Linked DNA regions of Sus scrofa: region 1 is linked to region 2. A link is a contact called in public HiChIP or PLAC-seq data. All regions are on one chromosome and are shown on one strand. The core of a region is the stretch at or near the end of the contact, and the rest is flanking DNA. Distances in the headings are between cores, read along the strand shown. Region 1 holds the start of PIGV (GPI mannosyltransferase 2). Region 2 holds the start of DHDDS (dehydrodolichyl diphosphate synthase subunit).

What was found. HiChIP or PLAC-seq counts read pairs in DNA pulled down with a chosen protein or histone mark.
Region 1: a contact with region 2 is called in an H3K27ac HiChIP or PLAC-seq map of alveolar macrophages. The contact joins the promoter of PIGV here to the promoter of DHDDS in region 2. A contact is called at or near these places in 1 of 5 promoter capture datasets (fetal liver) and 1 of 2 datasets of contacts at active chromatin or transcription factors (alveolar macrophages).

What each region holds. Positions count from the first base shown.
Region 1 is chr6:84,128,388-84,131,965 of Sscrofa11.1, reverse strand. It overlaps PIGV (GPI mannosyltransferase 2), which reads right to left and starts at 2,055. Exons shown (of 4, transcript XM_003356221.4): 1 at 1,953-2,055.
Region 2 is chr6:83,821,898-83,825,323 of Sscrofa11.1, reverse strand. DHDDS (dehydrodolichyl diphosphate synthase subunit) reads right to left here and starts at 2,062. Exons shown (of 9, transcript NM_001244123.1): 1 at 2,021-2,062; 2 at 1,364-1,440. The coding sequence starts at 1,426.

The sequences.
Region 1 (3,578 bases), core at 806-3,305, 310 kb before region 2:
GGACCCCTAGCCTGGGAACCTCCATATGCCATGGGCGCGGGCCTAAAAAAGCCAAAAAAAAAAAAAAAAAAAAAAGAATCTGGCCCAGGAACTTCCATATGCCACATACGTGGCCTGGAAAACTTTTCTTTCCAACTGGCTAATACCTATCAAACTTTTAGGTATCACTTGTTTCTGGAATTCTTCTCTGACCCTCACTAGACTATGTGATATGCTCTCGTTACACTCTGCCTGGTCATCTTTATTGCTGTTGCTTATTTACGTTGTTTTATGAGGGCAGGGGCTTTTGTCCATTTTGCTCCTAACTATACCCTCAGGGCCTAGCATTACAAACAGGCATTCTGAGCCTGTGTTCTGACTGAGTGGAGCTGGCAAGAACTAGATACAGCTTCACCAGTTCATTGGCTCCGGATACAAAAATCACTGCTCCGAGTATTCCTCCCACCATATCTCACGTTGAGAGCAAAACGACAGAAGTCACAAAAGCCACAGGAAAATAATACAATATCTCCAGAAAAACCTGCCATGAGCAACAGTTCTCTTTCCTCAGCACAAGGGGGCGCCTGTTGCTTACTCCATCACCAGGAGGCCAGGAGGAAGGGAGGGGCTCCCAACGCCAAACGGGTTTGCTCATCAAAATTCAGTTCAAAAGCAAGCTTCTGAAATCCCCAGAGAGCAGCGGTAGTTTGTGAATCTACCCAACAGTTCCAATATCTGACTCGCTGAATCGAAAGGATTCGCGGGAACAGGCACAGCCAGCCTCACACGTCCGCTGGTTGCCTATCCTAGCGTTTATTCACTTTTTCCCTTCTTTCACTTCCCACCCACATGCAGAGGAGTTGGGAACAGAAGAGCACGTAACCCACCTCTGCCTCTTCACCAGGCTTCCATTCTTCCTTTCCTCTCTCTAGAGTCAAGCTCTAGACCCAGCGACAACAGAAGACGTGCAGCCTACCCTTAACTTACAGGTAAACCGAGTGAAAATAAAACCAGTGAGCTCCCTCTCTGCTCATTGAGGGCCTCACTTCCCAACAACCCCTCTAACGAAATCACAGATTCTGAACTGGCAGGGCACTTAGAGAGCAACCAGTTTTACCCTGTTTTCCTGTGAGATAAATATGCCCAGGGTAATAAAATCTCCAGAGTTTTTCCACCAGAGATCTCATTACACCCCATGAGGCCTGTGTAATTACAATCGCCATTTTATGGATGTGGAAACTGAGGCTCGCTGGGGTCAGGTGGCACAGCCAAAGCAATATTTAAAGAGAATGTCTTTTCTTTTCCTTTTTTTCCCTTCTGAAACCTCATAGTCTACCAGCCCTCACTCCTGCCAAAAGGGTTGCAGTCTTCCAGAAACTGGATTACAAGCCGGGTCTCCAAGCCCAGTACTTGTCTGACAGCGCAAGCTCTTGCTGTTTGTACTCAAGGCAGGGAGGGCCCAATCTGGGCCGATAGGAAAACCTGTGGAATTGGAGCCCTAGTTTCTCTGGATAAGATTAACATCCTCTGTGGGGTAGGGAGGTCGCTCTGACCCAAGGTCCTCAGGACCAGAGGTTTTGCTAGCTGCCGCGAGGCAGAGGCCATCTTTCCCAAGCCCAGCCGGGTCCGAAGCCCGTTCTCGCGTTCTCCTTTTCGGACGTAGTCCCAACCAGGGACTGGGCATCTCCTCTCCACAAAGGGGACACGGCTCAGCGGTTAACTCCCGAGGGAACCGGTGGGGCCCGGTCCGGCCTAGGGCCGGAAGGCAGGGGCGGGCTGCAGGCTGTAAAGGAAGAGGCGGCACTGGGAGGCCGCTATGGCGGAGGGGCGGGGCTCCTCGCTTCTCGCGGCCTCCGCCTCATTTCCCTCGGCCTCCGTTTGACAACTTCCCTCCCCCTGGAACTCCTAGGCTCCCAAGCTGGCGCCGGGTCCCCGGCACCCGCTGCTCTCAACCTCCCAGGCGGGGCCCGAACCTTAGCTCGTCCATCCGGGGCCCCGAGCGGTCGCGCCTGCGCACTGGCTCCGCCGATGGCGGCCCCGCCCCGCTCCTGCCGGGATTCTGAGCTGCCCCGCCCCCCTCCGCGGCGGCCATGTTGACTCCGGGCGAGTGGGGCGGGGACGAAGGATCTCGCGGTTCCGCGCCAACCCCACCCCCACCCCACCCCCGCATTGGCACCTTCCTGCCTTGGTGACACCTGAGGAATTCCAACTCCTCAAGCCCCTTCCCCCGCCTTCATTTAGCCCGTCGGGGCTGCTGGCTTAGAGTCGATGCTCTTGGCCCAGTTCCGCCCCGCAAACACCAACTGAGTTGCCCTGTGGGCCGAGGCTCTCGGAGTTGGGGGCTGCCCTGCGGCCTCTTCGCAGAAGCCCGAGCCGCACTTTCCCTGCTGTTCGGCAACAACAGGTCAGCACAGGGCCTGGAGCAATAGCTGTTCTTCTTTGAATAGAAAAAGAAGCCTTTTGGGGTTTCTGTGGCCAGCAGCGGCACCGTGCGTCCTGGTTGTGAAGAAAGTGGGGGTTCCCCCTGGCTTTCCCCTCCTCCAGCTACTAAAGACCTGTCCTGCTTCGGTCCTCAGCCCCAGCTCAGGTGACTAATGAGGATGGTGAAGGAAACTTTAGAGGACCCCCCCACACCGCCCCGGGACTCCTTCAAGCAGTTTCTCTCGTAGGAAGCGGGGCCAAAAAAGAAAAAAAAAAAAGAAGAAGCAGCTAACTCAACAAAACTGTCTGTTAGGGAGGAGCGGCCAGTTGGTGCCCCTGTAACGGAAACTGTTAGAACAACTTTGCACCCTCCTTAAAGGAAATAGATAATAAATCCTTCTCCGTTGGTGGATTTCTCATTTCTCAGGATTCCAAAGCCCTCTGTGGTTTCAGTTATCTGCCCTCCAAACGAAGCTAGGGTCTGTGTTAGCTTCTGGCCACAGCCCTGGCTGAGGGAGGGGTTTATCTTCCGCAGCAGCTAATAGGGTGGGAACAAAAGAACTGTTTGCTATCTCTCCAAGCAATGACAACTAGCCCACAGCAGTTCTGGGGGGCCAGAGACTGGATCTTTTGATTCTTTATTGCTCATTTTAGGTCCTGAGACCTAAACTTCCTCAGGTTTTGTTGCGTTTAAGGTGGATAAATCACATTTTCATCCTGGTGTGTTGGAGGAGAAGGGGTAAAATGGAGTTTAAAAGACTCTTCTCCCAGGTTTTATGGTGACATACCTTGTTCTCAAAAGCTCCAGAGGCATGTGAGTGAATCAGCAAAGCTGTGGGGCACACTGCTGACTGGGGCCTAAGGTTGTGGCTTGAATCTCTAGAAGTCTATGAGGCTCCAAGCAGCACTCTGTTTGCAGAAACAAAATTGAGAAATGAACTATCCTTCCTTTGTGAGAAAGACATGCATTCTTAAGGTTCCCTCTGTCCACATCAAGTTTCCTCAAAAATCTATTTGTAAAAAGGACAGGGGCCTCTTCTGACAAGTCAGAATGTTTTCTAAAGCTCAGCTGTCATCCTTCAGATCTTCAGCTCTACTTTCTTGCAATTTCTCCTTCCTTTCCTTCTCAACTACCCACCCCCTCCTCTTCCGCTCTGTTTCCTGTTTCATTTTCTGGC
Region 2 (3,426 bases), core at 813-3,312:
TATTTCCCTCACTGGAGGGGTTCTTCATAGTCTGCACCTCTCTAACATTTCTTACTTCTGTTCCCCACATATAGCTGTTAAAAAAAAAAAATCCAGGAGTCCTTGTGGCTCAGTGACTTAAGTACCCAGCTAGCATCCATGAGGATGCAGGTTGGATCCCTGACCTTAATCAGGGGGTTAAGGATCCAACATTGCTGCAAGCTGCAAGGTAAGTTGCATTTGTGGCTCAGATCTGGTGTGGCTATGGCTGTGGCACAGACTGGCAGCTGCAGTTCTGAATCAACCCTAGCCTAGGAACTTCCATATGCTGTGGGTGTGGCTGTAAAAAGAAAAAAAAAAAAATTCCAGTCAAGTCATGCAGCTTCTTCTTTCCAACACATGACCACAGAGGTTCCCTGAGAAGTTGCTCTTCATTTGCTGGCCTGCCTGACATCACTTGGCATTTGTGTGGAAGTATGTGTGTGGATACAAAGCTTAATGACTCATAAATTCATTGCTACTGCTGCTTGAGAGCCTGAGGCTGAAAAATAAAACCAAGCTGACTGGCTCCAATTTCAAACTTTTCATATACGGAGGATATAACACAGTTGTGATTCCTAGAGAAAAAGCAGACGGAAGATCTAGAAAACCCAGGGGAGTGTAGGAAACAGAGTGTCTGTAGTCTTCAAATGGTTGAAAGACAGCCGTAATAATAATTAAGAACTTGTGCTGATTTTATTAGTTTCCTTAAAACTCAAAACGACCATAGAAAGCCACATGGTTAATAAATGATAGAACAGGGAGTTCCCGTCATGGCACAGCGGAAACGAATACAACCAGGAACCATGATTTTGCGGCTCGGATCTAGCATTGCTGCGGCTGTGGTGTAGGCTGGCAGCTGTAGCTCCGATTAGACCCCTTGCCTGGGAAACTCCATATACCGCGGGTGTGGCCCTAAAAGGACAAAAGACAAAAAAAAAAAAAAAAAAAAAAGAACAGGACTTCCATTCATTCTCTGCCTACAGAGCCCCAAGTCTTAACCATTACACTCTATTGCCACATCAGGGAAAAACTATTTTATCTAGACCCAGAGGATACTACTAGGAATAACAGATCAAATTTCTAAGGAAACAAATTTCAAGTTAAGGTCTATGCTACCCATCGATATTGGGAGGTCCCGGCCTTCCTGAAAATGTGAGAACTAGGGCAATGATCTTCCGGAAAGGTAGACCTGGAACTTACCTGCAATTCTGACTTTGACACCATTACTAAATTTTATCACAAATCCATAAACATCATGGATTACTCAATTTTAACAACAGGTTTTGATATAAGATTACACAATTGACCAGAAAGCCAAATGGTGCTGTGGGCCATTGCTCACCTTTATAATATTTGCACAGAACCGCTCCCAAAATGACAGCTCTCCTTCCTTGATCCATGACATAGTTCTTGCGCCAGCTGGAGAAGCAAAGAACAATTAGACACCAACCAGGTCACCTTGTATAAACAAGAAAGAGAATCAGACGTCTCCATGGCTTGCAAACAACCATGGCTGACTTGCAGAGATTCACCAGAACAGTATAGAGTGGCCAGCATTAGAATCCAAAAATGCTGGTCTAAACCTCTAGTCTTTCACCACCCAGAGTTTATAAGCCAATGGGACTTTTGGGACAGAGGCCTTTCCTTGTGTCTCTGAGCTTGGTGGACTTTGCTCCCATCCCCTTTTTTTCTGTGTCTGCATTGCCTTTTTGTGAACATGTAAGCCTGCTTCCTGCCACATCCACATTGTGTTGTCTATACCCTGATCCTTTCCCCTTCTTCCTTCTTCATCTTCTCCCCAGGCCGTTTCCTACTCTCGGCGCTCCAGGTCACTAACCCCTTCAGCTGTAGCACCCGTTACCCCTCTTACCTGAGAGGTTTCCCAATTATTTACTCCCTTACTCCCTCACTTGTCTCTTCCACTGCCTTCTTTGTCCCTACCACAGCTGCCTCCAGTCCAGTCATCTCTCTCCTCTAGCCCACCCCTTGAACACAGCACCTTGACAGGTTCCGCCGGCGCCTTCCAATCGCTCTAGTGGACGGACACTTTCTCACGATGTGGCGCTGGAAGAACACGTCATCGACGGGCGCTGGGACACGCCCCTCCGGTCACCTAACGGGCGGGGCCCTGGCCTGCGCCTGCGCGTTCGGAGGAGGAGAGGCGCGAGAGTTCCTGGCAGTTCACATTCCCGGGGAGGGGCGGGGCAAAGGGGAAAAGTTGCGCTCGCGTGACGGAACTGGGAGGGCACTCCTATGGGCCGCGTGCTGAGAACAGGGCTGAGGAAGGCAGGGTTCGGACCACCTGAGAGAGCCCAGAAGTCTGTAGACCTTCCGGCCGGTTAGGTTACAGGGCTAGTTTCTGAAAGGCAGCGACTTCTCCGCCACTGATGGCAGTTTTGGATTTAAAAGGGCTAAGGCAGCGTCCTGCCAGCCAGAAGTTCTCAGAACTGGCTTTAGAACTCTGGTATAAGTCTTAAAAATCCTGGTTTTATACGGTTTTTGAGTGGATTTAATCATTTGCGAAGTTCCTAGCCCTAGCCAGTCTCACAGAGGCATTTAATACCAATCCATTTTGTGCTGACATAAGGCATTCAAGATTTTTGGATTTGCATTCTCAGGCCCTACCCCAAAGAACTCAAAAAAAAAAAAAAAAAAAAAAAAAAAAAAGAGGTTAAAGCCGGAAGGATGGCTTCTGAAATCTAAGAGACCATCGACTAACCCTGACAGAAAAATCAAGGGCATTCATTCTGTACCAAATCTTTAAGGAAAAGGGTTGCAGAAGTTTGAGGTACTAACTTACAAAAGAAATTGGGAGTTTGGTTTCCTCAGAATTATAGGAGAGTCCTGTGTGGCTCAGCAGTAAGCATCCTGACTAGAATCCAAGAAGAGTTTGGTTTGATCCCTGGCCTCACTCAGTGGGTTAGAGATTTGGTGTTGCAGCAGTCCGATGCATAGGCCGGAGATGCGGCTTGGATCTGATATTGCTGTAGCTGTGGTGTAGGCTGGCAGCTGCAGCTCCGATTAGACCCCTAGCCTGTGAACTTCCATATGCCCTGGTGCAGCCCTAAAAAGAAAAAAAAAAAAAAAAATATATATATATATATATATATATGGGAAAAAAAATATATATATATATGGGAAAAAATATATATATATTAGGGGGAAAAAAACAAACTTTACCTAAGAACCTTCTTGTAGTTTTACTTGGGATTAGTTTTATCAAGGAAACAAGGCAAGGACGATATTGCAGTGGCAACCCCCAGCTCACTACCTGTGTCTCCTATTTTTTCTGATGAGTTGCTTTCAACAGAGTGAAATGATTAAAGTACTCTAAAATGAGTAACTCACCCATGAATGTCTATTAAGCTTTTCCACCCATCCTGCTTTGCATCCAGGTTAGTTTCT